Linked DNA regions of Zea mays: region 1 is linked to region 2. The links are chromatin contacts, called in public Hi-C maps. All regions are on one chromosome and are shown on one strand. The core of a region is the stretch at or near the end of the contact, and the rest is flanking DNA. Distances in the headings are between cores, read along the strand shown. Region 1 holds the start of LOC542108 (fructokinase 2). Region 2 holds the start of LOC100191955 (HXXXD-type acyl-transferase family protein).

Region 1 (3,933 bases), core at 149-2,648, 150 kb before region 2:
CCCGTCGTGCTTGAGCGTCACGAAGGCCAGCGCCGTCCGCGCGTGCTTGTCGAACAGGCACCCCTCCGCGTTCACGTTGTTCTGCTTCAGGATGTTCACCAGCATGTGCCCGAACTCGTCGTCGCCGAACTGCACGTCGCCGGAGTAGGAGGAGGAGGCGGGGTAGGGCAGGGCAGGGCGTCATCAGTAGCAATGTGTAATTGTATAATAATAATAATAATAATAATAATAATCTAATAAAAGCTGCAAACTTTTTTTGTATTTTTTCTTGGGCCGGCGGCTCTTGGAGGATCCGAATCTGACGGACAAGCGGGCGTCGGATCCGAGTCAGCCGGGCCCCGCCGCGCGCAAGTGACACATCGTAATCCCAGAGGTCAACAATAATGGCTGGCCCGTGCGTGAGCTGAGCTGAGCTGAGCAGCTAGTGTGCAGTGCAGTGTACAGTTGTACATTGTACTATGCGTACGCAACGCACCCACACGACGACAACGACAAAGGCAGCGAGCTGGGCTAGCCTAGCCTAGTAGGTCGGGTGGGCCCATATGTATATCTAGTGGTATTTTCTTTTGAAGAAAAAATAAATAAATTCCGGGATATAACTTTTTTTCGGGACGCATAGAATACGTCAAGATCTATACAATGGCATCTGTCCAACGACAAAGACACATCTAGCTGCAGCACAACAATGTTTTTGCCGCCCAGGAAAAAAAAGAGAGAACAACGTCGCCGAAGCATCGGGGTCAAATATGAACGGACGGAACTTTAGGAAGGCAGAGGTCAACGGCCGCGGCCCGTGCTGGCAGTGGCACGCGGATCCCAGCCGAGGCGACGCCGGCGGAGATCGGATGGCCAGATCCCGCATCCCGGTCGAGAGCACGCCGCCCAAACGAGCAGATCAAGCGGATCTACGAGACGGAGACGGAGACGGAGACGGAGATGGAAACGGGACGTACCTTGCCTACGAAGGCGGAGGATCCGCCGAGCTTGGCGATGGCGCAGGCGACGTTGGCGGGCGCGCCGCCGGGTGCCTTGACGAAGCCGCCCGACTCGGCCAGCGACAGCCCGGCCACGTCGGGGACGAAGTCGATCAGCATCTCGCCGAACGACACCACCAGGTTGTTGGACGCCGCCGCGGCAGCAGCTCCGCCGTCTCCTAGAGGCGCCATTTGGTCGCGCTTGCTTGCTGCTGCGAGGTGGACGCGGCTACGAGAGAGAGAGTCAGAGAGAAGAGAGAGACGGGCTGGTGGGGAAGGGAAGGCGAGGCGATTGTGCTGCGGCTGCGGTGGTGGTAGAGGGGGGGCGAGGTGCTCCGGTTTTATAACCCGGGTTTCGCCGAACGTGACGGGATTGGATGGGACTAGGATTTACCGCCCGTCTTTATCCGCCCGTAAAATAGATAAATTTCTGGTACGTATATATTTTCTTTTTATTTTCTCTCCCTTTGCCCTGTGGGCCCGCCTGGTTGGTCTCTGCCCTGTGGACCCGCCTGGTTGGTCAGGGCGTGCGGTGGCGCGGGGTCCAGCGGTCGGTAGGCGAAGATTTCGGGCGCCAATCCCCCTTATCCTGTAACTAACTATCGATAGCCTCGTAATTTCCCCGTAAAATAAGCCTGGTAGATCGATTCCTTTTGATCTTTTATTCACGGACGCGTATTTGTTTCTCCCCCCTACCCCTGTAGAAATAGAAATAACTCGGTTTTCGAATATTTATCGTTGCTAATTTATTTTTAAATTAAAAGACTATAAGTAAAAAAAGAATGGACGATGTACAAATAACCGAACGGATCCGGTCTGCACCCTGAACTGCTCTACGGCTACGAGATAGCAGTCCCTGCTGTACGTTGGAGGTAGATCCGTGCTACTCGCTCATGCATGGATGCATGCAAAGTTCCAAACTGGTGGTGGTGGTGGTGTGTGTGTGTGTGTGTCGGTGGGGAGATCTGAGGTGAGCTGCGCGCTGTCTTCGTTTGAGTCCGGAGCAAGCAAAGTGCACGTCCATCGTCATCATCGGCGCCTCCTCCTGCGTCTGGTTCGGTATGCTGCATTGCATCGAGATCTAGGGTGGGTAGTTTTTATGTTCATGCCTCCACCCAAACCCAAACCAGGTGCATGCAAACTGATGAACATACAAATTTTATCCAAACAAGACGCGTGCAGACGTAAGATGATTAGAGCTAGAGACATTAATTTTCCCACCACCCCATCTATTTTTTTTTATCGAACGGACCCAAACAGTACATTACAGTACATGGGGGAGAATGCGAATATACCCTGTAATGTATTGGATAAAATTTGCCATGTCCCTAATAAACAGTATATACTGAGGGTGTTTATAGGGATCCCTATATCTTTGTAATCCATATATAAAAAAGACTCCGACCTCCCAACTATAAGATTATAACAATTCGTCTGCACGATGGTGATATGATCACTATCCATCTCTCATCCAACCAGGCCACTATGGACGGTTGGTCATCGTGAGCATGTCTGTGCCTCAAACGAGGTATTCTCCGTAGACTCTCTATTTCACTCCCTATTTCACTCCTTAGTTCAAATTCTGCTCTGCAAACAATACAATCTAAACAGTACTTTGTACGGCCGTTTACATGACCCGCTGGAGATGGCCTAGGGTACTTCCCTTCATTGAAGCTTCCTTGCACGTGATTCACATAGGTGAGGCTTCACGTGTGTAGCCTTCATACGTGAGGCTTCGTGCCCCTTTGCCTTCGCTACCAGAGCTTCGGGGGCAGAGGTTGGAGTCTTCGTGTCCGCGAGTTAGTATGTTCCTCTTACTTTTGATTGCCTTAATGGTCACAAAGTCAATTATGCAAACCTATGTTGACAACATATGCACGTTAGTTAACTATGAATTTTCGAGAGAGACACGTTTACCTGTGGTGAAATCCTCAACGGTAGCCCCTTGCCCCCGAAGGTCTATTCCGAAGGTCTGAATCCTACAAAGTCATGATTTTCCACAATGGTTATAACTTGGTTCCTCAATTCTGGAGTTGGTTGTTGAAGAGAACAATAATAAATTCGAATTTATAATGTTGATATCTACGAAATTTTAAGAGTACAACGAAGGTATCCACACCCATGGCTTCGCCTGCCCCCACCCGTGCGCCCCGTCCCCACGATTCCAACGTCATGGCCACAATGCCTGCGCACGCCCCCGTCATCCGTGCCTCCTTTCCCCCGAAGACAGTCATCCACTCGCTCGAGATCCACTGCAACAGACACTGTCTCCCCGTGCGCCTGCCTATCCCCGTGTCATGCCTGCGAGGGACGTGATCCTCATCCACTCTTCCTCTATCTTCGTCTCTGCCTGCTCGCTCGAGATCCACTGCGATAGACACCGTCTCCCCATGCGTCTGCCCATCCCCGCGTCATGCCCACGAGGGACGCGACCCCCATCCACTCTTCCTCTGTCTCCGCCCCACGCGTGCGGACGCCAAAGCTTCGCCACTGGTCTACTCGTGCGTGTCACCAGTCACCAGTAAGTCCTCTGTTTTTTATGAGCCGGAGGAGGGATCTTGGTGGCCTTCATCTATAAAGATATGGTAGGGTTACAAGGAGGTCCCTGGCCCAGTTGTGGGTGGAATCATGAGACTGTGGAGTGGTTGGGCATGCATAGCGATAGGGTCGTTGTGCTTGGAGATCGAAGGTAGTGGAGTAGGTTGGGGAGCATGAACCATTGTGAGGGAGGGAGACACTGTGCATGCGACACATAGACAATGGACGCCCCTATTTCATCAATCCTGGTGGACATAGAAACCGGGTTGTTTCAGTGATCACCTTAATCATGACTTTCTAAGTTACATAGGATTGTGGTTTTTACCTGTTTACAGATTTTTGAACAAGTATTGTTGTAGATATAAATGTATATTGATCATAGTATAAAAATGTCTCTGTTATAGATTTTTGTTGATGGCAA
Region 2 (3,569 bases), core at 91-2,590:
CCGTCGCGGCGCCGCCGTACCCGCGCGGCTCCACGTACGCGAACCGAGGGTCGCGCGCCCACGCCGCGAGCTCGGCCCTCACGCCCGCCTCGTCGAACGACGCCACGGCGCGGTTCAAGAGCAACGCCGCCCAGCCCAGCCCGCCGCCCAGCACCTCGCCGGCGGTCGACTTTGCCACGGCGAGCGTCACGGCGTTGCCCACGTACGCCTGCGGGACGCCTCGCACCCTCGCGCGGCACCCGACGAGGAGGAGGTACGCCGTCTCCGCGCCCGGCGCGAGATCCCGGGCCCGGCACACCGCCCGCCACAGGTGCGCGAGCAGGGACTGCAGAGACGACAGCACGACGGCGGCCGGCGCGGTGCCGCCTCCCGCCGCCATCTCGGCGTTCGCCTTCGCCTTTAGCTTCCGCACGCTCTCCGCGGGGAAGTCGAAGAAGCACTCCCGCACCGGCGGGTACTCGGGCTGCCGGACGATGTCCTCCAGCTTGCGCAGCGGCAGAGCGATGGGGACCGGGCAGGTGTCGAGGAACCACCTGTCCAGCACCGGCCGCGGCGTGGAGAGCTCCGCCTCGCGCCCCTCGCCGCCGGCCCGGCTGATCTCCGACCAGGTGTTGAACAGGTGCCAGAACGTGGTCCCGTCGCCCACGGCGTGGTTCAGCGACATGGCGACGAAGACGCCGTCGGCGAGCTCGGTGACCTGCGCCGATAGCAGGGGGGCGCGGGAGTCGTCGTCCAGGGCGGCGTCCGTGCCCAGCAGCCCGTTCAGCGGGAAGAGCGACCAGACCAGCGCGCTGGGGACGTAGTAACGGCCTGCGGGCGGCGTGATGATGTCGCTGACGGTGACATCCGGCGCCTCGGCGTGGACGAACTCGGCGCCCTCGCCGCTGCAGCGGAGCGAGACGACGACGCCCGGGCCGCCGGTGGCGGCATCCACGGCGAGGCGGCCGGCCAGAGGGTAGAAGCGGGCCAGGGCGCGCGCGAAGGACGACGCGAGGCCGTCCACGAGTCGGTGCGCGTGCGCCCCGCCTGCTGCCGGGGGCTTGGGCAGGAGCAGTCCCTTCTGGATGTAGTCCACCGTGATCATGCGCAGATCCCACGGCGTCATGTGCATTATCTCATCCTCCTCCTCCTCCGGTGGCGCGCTGTTGTTGGCCGGCGAGCTCGCGGTCGGCTCCGGCCGGACGAGACGCCTGGACACGATCCGGACGCCGCCGGTGAAGCCTTCTTCCATCCTTCCTGTCACTCACCACCGCACCGCACTACGCTACTCCGAGTGGCGGGCGAGCAGAAGTAGCTGTGACTGTGAGGGCGGCTTCGCTGCCACCGCCGGACCAACCGACAGGTCTGCCTTTTTTTTCCCTTCTTCTTACGTGGTATACCTTTGACTCGGGATGGCAACAGGAAATGGCTCCCCATACCCACGGGGAGGAAAGGAAAATGCTCTCACGTGAGAGCTTTTTCTCCCATCTCCATCTATATCGGAGAATTTATTCCGTGGAGAACCTTGTGGGATATATGTTCCCGGTAGAAGTAAAATATTTAAAGATAAATTTAAATTGAGTGTATTAAATTATTACAAATTTAATAAACAAGATTAAAAATTATAAGAGTCATCTACTTTAAAGTTTAGTTTTCTATTTTATAATATGTCATGCATTGAGTTTTTACTATAATTTTAGCAAGTAGATTGACTAACTCGGATAAAAAAGCTTCGTGGAGCGGGTACACAGGAACGGGGATGGTTCTCTGTCCCCGTCCTCGTAAACCCGATGGGAATTAAATTTCCCCATTTAGATTCTCACGGGGACTAAATTAGTTTGGGAACTCTATTTTCCCGAGAGATTCCTATTTTACCAAATAAAAATAAACTAATTTTCTTCGGAAAAATAAAAATACCTTGAAAAATAAATTTCTTAAACTAGCTCTAATAGAGGAATTTCCCACGAGGAATCGAGGATCGGTCCCATTGCCAATGTCTACCTACCATTCCTATTCCTTGGTGTGTCCAGGGTACGTGTACACTGGGCTAAAATATTTGCGGGGTGGCAGCCCATCCTCTACTTGAGCTTGCGCAGGCCAATTTTTTATTTATATATGGGCCGAAACCCTCTCTGGGCTGAGAGAAGCATTGATCATTCGACGGCTTTCTGATCATTTCTTTCTTTCTTTTTCTAATTCTCACACTCAAGTTAAAGTTTGCTGCTCATCCCGGTCCCGGCCCCGGGCATGACCGTCTGCTACCACCATTTCGGCGGGCCGCCTGTACGAGAGGATATGCGCAGAGGAGGAATAACTGCATCCACGCACGGCCATCACTCCATCGGCTCCACCACCACCCTTGCCGGCCGGCCATGCATGATTCTCCATCCATCTCCACATACTTCAGCTTCATTCAATTCACACATGCATGCATGCATGGTGGATTGGTGGCCTGGTTAGCACTAGCAGCCTCCATGGTCCATGCTAGGACTGGGCATTTTTAACCCGAAAACCGAACCCGAACCGAACCCGAACCCTAATAGACCGAATAGGTCGGTTTTCGGTTTTCGGGTTCGGGTTTCGGTTCTTAAATCTCTTCTGTTCGGGTATCGGTTGCGGGTTCGGTTTTCAGCCAGCCAAACCCGATTAGACTCAAAGAACCGATCTACAGGCGCAGTCCTAACCGCACGACCGGACGACCCAACTCACTAACGGCCCAACTCACTAACCGCACGACCGCAGGCGCAGTCCGCACGACGCACCCCGGCACCCGCAACCCTAGCCGCACCGCCCGCAAGCACGCTGCACGCTGGTCCGCCGCCGCGCCGTGCCGCCGTCGATCCACCGTCGCTCTGCCGAACCGAGTCGCACTGGTCCGCCGCCGCGCCGTAGATCCACCGCTTCGCAGCCTCTGCGCGTCTGCAGCGCCAGGCGCCAGCCGCCAGCCATCCACTACCACCGGCCACCGCACCTCGGCGTTCGGCGACTCGACGTCCTGCTCGGACTTCGGCGACTCGACGTCCTGCTCCTCGGTGCCTCGGTGGTGCCCACGACTCGCTGCAGACCGACCCACCAGTAAGGTACGCTAACCGAAGGCACGACGGCAACCAGCGAGGAATCTTGCAATGTAAGCCGACTTCTCATTTGCATGCAAATATGAAAGCTATTGCAAACTTGTCGTTCCAATTTGCATGCAAATATGAATGCCGCTGCAAGCTTGTTGTTTGAATAATCGAATTTCCAAATATGTATGTAGTTGCAAACTTGCTTTGCTTATTTGCAGATGACCAGATTTTTAAATTTGTTTGTGAAATGTGAATTGTGATGGATTGATGATGAATCTGTTAAGTTATTTCCTGTGGTGAGTAAACTTGCATGTAGTAGGCATTTTCTACTGTGTGAACTGTTATTTCCTGTGGTATATATTTATTAATTATCATGTCATTGTCTGTCATCTGTGCTCTGTTCGGGTTCGTGAAGAACCGAATAGACCGAACCGATTTTTATGGTCTATTCGGGTTCGGTTCCTGTAAAAAAAATTAAGATTTCGGTTCTTGATATCTAAAACCCGAATTTTTTGAAAACCGAAT

Evidence for each region. A called contact is a pair of places that touch in the nucleus more often than the background predicts.
Region 1: a Hi-C map of ear shows a contact between it and region 2, with 1.9 times the contacts expected there. The contact joins the promoter of LOC542108 here to the promoter of LOC100191955 in region 2. A contact is called at or near these places in 2 of 25 Hi-C or Micro-C datasets (ear and tassel).

Annotation. Positions count from the first base shown.
Region 1 is chr6:8,866,445-8,870,377 of Zm-B73-REFERENCE-NAM-5.0, reverse strand. It overlaps LOC542108 (fructokinase 2), which reads right to left and starts at 1,398. Exons shown (of 3, transcript NM_001111741.2): 1 at 954-1,398; 2 at 1-129. The coding sequence starts at 1,166.
Region 2 is chr6:8,712,482-8,716,050 of Zm-B73-REFERENCE-NAM-5.0, reverse strand. LOC100191955 (HXXXD-type acyl-transferase family protein) reads right to left here and starts at 1,340. Exons shown (of 1, transcript NM_001137379.1): 1 at 1-1,340. The coding sequence starts at 1,231.